Regions from separate parts of the Anas platyrhynchos genome. Here region 2 is linked to region 1. A link is a contact called in public Hi-C data. All regions are on one chromosome and are shown on one strand. Each heading gives the region's core, a stretch centred on a gene start, on an enhancer-like site or on the middle of the called end of the contact. The rest is flanking DNA. Distances are from core to core; before and after follow the strand shown. Region 1 overlaps MAMLD1 (mastermind like domain containing 1). Region 2 overlaps MAMLD1 (mastermind like domain containing 1).

The links. Hi-C and Micro-C count contacts between places; a contact is called where the count stands out from the background.
Region 2: a contact with region 1 is called in a Hi-C map of skeletal muscle, with 3 times the contacts expected there. The contact joins two enhancer-like sites. A contact is called at or near these places in 3 of 8 Hi-C or Micro-C datasets (liver, skeletal muscle and subcutaneous adipose tissue).

The regions. Positions count from the first base shown.
Region 1 is chr10:10,544,027-10,547,034 of IASCAAS_PekinDuck_T2T, forward strand. The region is part of intron 3 of MAMLD1 (mastermind like domain containing 1); the gene reads right to left. Among named protein-coding and RNA genes, the nearest start is that of MTM1, 20 kb to the left of the region's middle. Within about 2 kb of position 1,530, at least 5 of the 8 cell types and tissues checked have an H3K27ac peak or open chromatin away from gene starts, as enhancers often do.
Region 2 is chr10:10,750,238-10,753,245 of IASCAAS_PekinDuck_T2T, forward strand. All of the region lies in intron 2 of MAMLD1 (mastermind like domain containing 1), which reads right to left. Among named protein-coding and RNA genes, the nearest start is that of MAMLD1, 42 kb to the right of the region's middle. Within about 2 kb of position 1,429, at least 1 of the 8 cell types and tissues checked has an H3K27ac peak or open chromatin away from gene starts, as enhancers often do.

The DNA.
Region 1 (3,008 bases), core at 280-2,779:
CCAGCACATTCCCCTTTCTCCATTTTCACATCCAGCCTCTACATTATTTATGATGTTTTGTTATTATTGGCAGGGAGAAGTATGTGTGTTATATCCAGCAATCTTAGCTAGGCCGTGCTTCCTTTGTTTTCAGAATGGAAGCCCACATCCTTTGTTTGAGAATCAATGTTATCGGGAGATAAGCACGAAGAAAATGGTTGTTGCCTTTTGACATCTGACAATTAGAAGCATGCTCAGATGGAGAAAACAGGATACAAGCCGTGCTTCAGAAGGCGCTGGGAGGCGTTTGGTGCCTGCGCCTGGGGCGCCTTTCCCCAGCAGCTCGCCACGAGGCAGGACCCTCCACCTGCCCAGATCCTCCTGGTGAGAGCCATTACCAAGAAGGCCACCGAAATTACTCATTTTTATGGTGCCTCCTTTTGTTGTAGCACTTTGGCCTATTATGCAAAAGCCCAATTGATGAAATGTAAATGCCCGCTAGATAATTTACTAAAAGACACAAACCTGCAGCTCATCACCGCTCATTATCATTCCCATTCATGGGCAGTCTCATAAGACCGGGCTTTATTAGTGGTGCTTTGCTTACAATTCTGCCGGACACCTCTCCTCCTCCTTCTCCCCTCCTACCCATTTTATTCCCTCTCTCCAAAAGAAAAAAAAAAAAAAGAGGGGAGGAAAAAAGTAAATATGATTTACTACAGTTGTAAATATGAAAGTTCATGTAAAGCTAGCGTTCTGCTTTCATGTCAGACAGTGTTCTGCAGCCACGGTTAAGCTCTGAATAATGCAGATTGCCTCTAGGGGAATATTTGAAAGTGCAGGGATTCAGTTTGTGTACTCTGCACATGAAAGACACTGAAATGTTCATACCACCAAAATCCCTGCCATCTATCCAATTTCCTCCCAACTTGTCTTGTTGCGTGCAGAGGGTCTGTGCTTACTGAAGCAAATGAGTTTAGTGCAAGGGCGATCATTCTGATGTCTAGCTCAGGGCTATTGCATTACCAAGTCGTAACATTAAAGGCTCTTTTCCTAATCATGTCCACCTCGTTCCAATTCTTCCTAAACATCATCAAGAAACTAATGTTGATTTTTCCATATTATTAATGCTAAAGAAGTGTAAATCACACCACTAATTGTGGCTCTTGTGCTGTGGCAATACAACAGCTTAATTGTATGGGATTTTCTGCAGGCATCCTATAGCAAATAATGACAATCAGCGAAGTTTATTTGCCAATACAGAGAATGGGCTCCTGAGTTTTTCAGAGCAAAGTTGTATAACACTTCATTAGCTGGTAAAGAAACAATCTATAGATACAAATTTTGCCTTGGGGGAAATTAGGACAAAATAGCCTAGATGGGAAGACAAGGAATGAATTCAAAATCTTTCTGTCTACAGTTCACATGTAGGTTAATCCAAAAAAAAAAAAAAAGTTCTCTTTTCCTCCTTTCACCGCTAGTGGGAACTGCTGTATTCCCTTACAACGAGAACCACCCGTGTCAACGTCACGGCTAAGAATAGCTCTGGTGTAGTCTAAAGGACGCTGCTATCTGTACCAAAGGTTAATGAACTTTAAGCATTTTTCCTTTTCATCACTCCCCTAGAAAAGTCACTTTTCCCATAGCGAGGCCAAGCCAAACATGCCAGAGTCTTAACTTGTCTATAGTTTGGACTCTCCCATTTCAAACCCCAAAGAGAGCGGAGAGAGGAGGGTTCTGGTGTCAATGCCGGGATGGGGACTTGCAGGTGTCTGCAGGGGATTCTTAGTCTTTGATATCTAAAATAATTGCGTTTGCATGTTGGCTTTTTTGGGGGGGGTCATTTTCCCCCTCAAAAACCCCCTAACAAAACCAGAAATCAGCAGTAGCCCAGCCCAGCAGCAGGCTACCCAGCGTGGGGTTTAGGGCTGTGCGTTTAGGAGCATGTGCTGGTGTTGCTGGCTGAACTGTTGGCAGCGCCTCCAAGCCCCTGCCCTATGTGGGGGCTTCCCAGATGGGCAGCTCCATTCGGGAAGGCACCGGGGCTACCACCCCAAGCACAGAGCAAGGAGAAAAGCACTAGGTGCAGGTTTGCAGGAGCATAAGCACACAGCGGTGAGACCCGTCCTGCCCGACAGCCCCGGGGCGCACATGGCACACTGCTGGGACTGCTGCAAATGGCTGTGCCCGACTGCAGCCAGCACGGGGCCGGGCCAAAAAAGACATTCAGGCACACACTTAATGCAAAGTGTGCAAACAGTCCCTCTGGGACCTACCGCGTGTATTTCTGCATCTACATCCTTCTAAAATCCTTTGCTGCTGAGCCCGACCTGCCCAGCCTCATCACATCCCACACGAGATGCACAACTGCAGTAAATAAGCACGGAGATGAATTGCTCTGCGTGAACACAGCTGATAAACTCCAGTCCTTACCACTTAGTTATACATCCAGTAATCACTTCTGTGGCTTCACTTAAGTGAGAATAAAGAAATTTATGGCCCCTAATTCCTCTGAATCCTCATTAACAAACAGTCCAAAAAGGATTTAAAAGCAAGACTTTCTGAGGATCTGAGCTGGAGCTTTAATCTCTCTTTGGCAAATATGTAACAATCCCTCTAATCTTTAATAAAGAGCATTCATTGTTTTTTAGGACTGCGTGAAAACAGTATACTCATTTATCATTATCAAACTTTCCCATCTGCTCTTACAGTGCAACTCTAAAGAATATAACAAAGAAATGTACATGTTAAATTGTATTGACTTAAGCCCAGAGCTATTGGAGATGTACAATTTATTTCAGCGAGGGCATGAAGGGGACTGCAGGCTGCTAGACAGAGTCATTTGTCCAGTGTTGAAAAGACAGTTATCTGCACCAAAATGGCTCTTGGAAAAGCACATTTGCTTTATAAGAAATAAGCTGCCAGGTGAGACCATTCAGCATTATGTTACAGACCCAGACAATAAAACTAAGCCATGAATTTCAATAGTTAACAGATGGACTAATTAGAGACTGAATTCTTTGTGGTTC
Region 2 (3,008 bases), core at 179-2,678, 210 kb after region 1:
CTGCCCCACTGAGATGAATGCTATTTGACTTTTAGCACAATGAACAACAATGTTAAAACTCTCTTCAGTGATTCTGCCGCATCTGCTGCACTAACTGGTGTCAGCTGAGGTAAAATTTTAGCCTTTATTTGGTAGGATTTTGCAGTGACTAGCAGACACTACTCTAGTGTCTCAAGCAAGCAGATTTTGAGCAGTGAAGGCAACCATAGCACAAATTTTGTTAGAGTAATCACATGACATTCCTCTAAACGTAACGTGATTATTCTAATGCACTTCCTCATTCTGCTTAAGATCTTGCAAACTATAAGGATGAGAACCTCCTGATGTAATCCTCTTCTGCTCTTATGTGGGGAATGTAAGCTGCTAGAGGAATACAACCAATCCCCATGTTCTAGATCACCCACAGTGTGTAGAAATGGGCCCTTTGAAATTATGAATACTGTTTTCTGATGTATCTTAGGCTTTAAGGTTTAAAACACCAAACATTAATTGCTGGTCAACATTACGCATCATAACACCTCACCCCCCGTAATGCCTGCTGCCTAAGCACAAAACAAGGCAGAGGTGCAAATTTCCATCAGAAATAGCCATTTGGTTAGTGTGATCTAGATTATCGCCACCATTGTGTGGTTATGCACCAGCAGGGAAGACCAACGCTTGACAAACGCTGCCAGGGCTCTCAGTGCTTTGGGGAGGTGCTGGCCCAGCCTGCCAGCCTCAGTGGGTGGCCCTCGCGGTGATTTCCCTGTGTTCCTGCTGCCACGGTGCTGGTCTGAGCTCCTGCGGCCTTACCCTCCTGCTGCTCAGTCGCCCTGCAGGGCAGGCTGCCCCTGGCCAAAAACTGGGCCAGGCCCCGGGCTGGTTTGGTCACTGGGCAGGTGTCTTCTCAGAAGCTGGTTGAGCAGGGCGAGCTCATTCTGCCTGCTCTGAATTGTTTCTGAGGCAAGGCCTCGGAGGTGGAAGGCTTTGAGTTAATACAGGCACTCCACAACTTGACCAGGTCCTTCTTTCCCTTCTCTCGTTTTAAGAGCTATCTTCATTTTTCTGAGGAACTTTATTTATTTATTTGGTAGCCAAACAAGGAAAAAAAAAAGTTTGAGATTGATCTATTAAAAGCTTTATTATCTTAGAGTTTTAAGGGAATAAAGCCTAACAATGGTACCTTGAATTTCCTCTGTCCTACATAGGATATGAAGTAGCAAGAAAGAAAAGATAGGAGTAACTGTCTCAGTGCCGGTCCAAGGAAGATAGAAAGAAAACTCAAAAACAAAAGTTTACAGTAGCTGTTAAACAAACACAAAAGCCATGATCTGCAGGTTACCCCTTTGCTGGAAAAAAAACCACTGATGCCTGCATTCTGGATTAACTTCAGAACATGTGAAAAACCCAAACTGCCACTTCTGAATGAGTTTCAGGAGCTTCACCAGACCTTGGTGCAAATGTTTGGCAGTCAGTGGGAGTCTGCTGGCTGACAGGGCTGGGTTTTGACCAGATCCCTGCAGAAGGCACCTACGTGGTGCCCTGCCACAGGAACGCACCCCGCTGCAGCTGGGCTTCTATGGCTTTGCCCAAGGGGACACGCAGTCAGCACATCGCTGAACATCACCGGGACGTGGGCAGTCATCACGCCAGGGCAGAACCCTCCATCAAGAACACCAAGGACTTGTGGTGTCTTAGTATTATTACTATACTTCACTTATGGATAACTTCCAATTTTCACTTCTCAGAATACAGCCCCCATCTCTGTAAAGCTTGCTCTCCCCATTCCTAAATACACAGCTTTATAACTCTGCATTTGTCCGCACTAACATGAACAGAGAGATTTGTTTGCACAGGCTGAGCTCTGAGCAGCCCAGATTCCCCTTCATGGGTGCCCTGACCAGATCATGACCTGCCAATTTTTATGTCAGCCATAGATACTAGCAATGATTTTACCCCCTGTTGTTCACATGTGAAAACATAGGGAGCTGGGCCTCCTTCGATTCCCCACGTAACCACAGTAAAAACAGTCCCACTGAAATGATGATGTCCCAATAACAACCACTTTTTAACATCTGTCAGTAAGTAGCACTTAATCCATTTAAGGTGGGCTTTACAGATATTGTAGAGTGTTTATTTATTTATTTGTTTTTATCAGAATGTCACACAGTAGTAAGTCAAATGCTGTACAAATGCCTAAGTATATTACGTTTATATACACAATAAACCCACTATTTTATCACCACAGTTTTACAAGCTTCCTGAGCTGCTAAATTCTTTTCTATTTTTTAACATTCCATGTCCAAGTTTTCAACCTTGAACAGTAACTGAAAAAATGGAAATTAAATAATTTACCAGTTTCAGATTCTAACCAGTAAATTGCTGTGAATTTGTAACCGCACTATCATTTTCATTGTACTACATTGGCCATTTAGGTGAATGATAACCCAGGAGACAGCACCATGCAGGGCTAGCAAACAAGTAAATCATTTAGATTGCACACTGCTTTCAACTGCAAAAGGGGCAGTAAATCTGTCCTGCCATTGCCTTCTCTTTTGTTGAATTTTCAGGATGGTGCAGTCTTCTCATTGAAACAAATAAAAAAAAAAATCTACAGATTTAATTTATTGTCTGGGTTTTGAGCATAATGACTAAGGCTGACCAATACAAGTCAATGCGCCAGAAGAATAGGTTTAGTCATTTAAGATCATGCCAGATAAAACATTCAGCTAGTTTTAAGCATACAAAGAAAATTCTGGTTACAGCATGGCACCATCTAATGGCTTTGGCTTTAACTGCAAGATCTCTCCATAGCTCTAAGTTGTGGAAGTGCAAACTGCCCTACTACACTTATTCTGCTCACATGTCCCTCCGTCTATCATAGTCACATAGAGGAAAAAAAAAAAAGGAAATAACATCAATTTAAAATATAAATCTGAGCAGGCAACTTACATGATAGAAGAAACTACAACCTATTTTCAAACCACAGCTGAATATTTTAGTTCCAAGATAAATATTTCAATACAAAC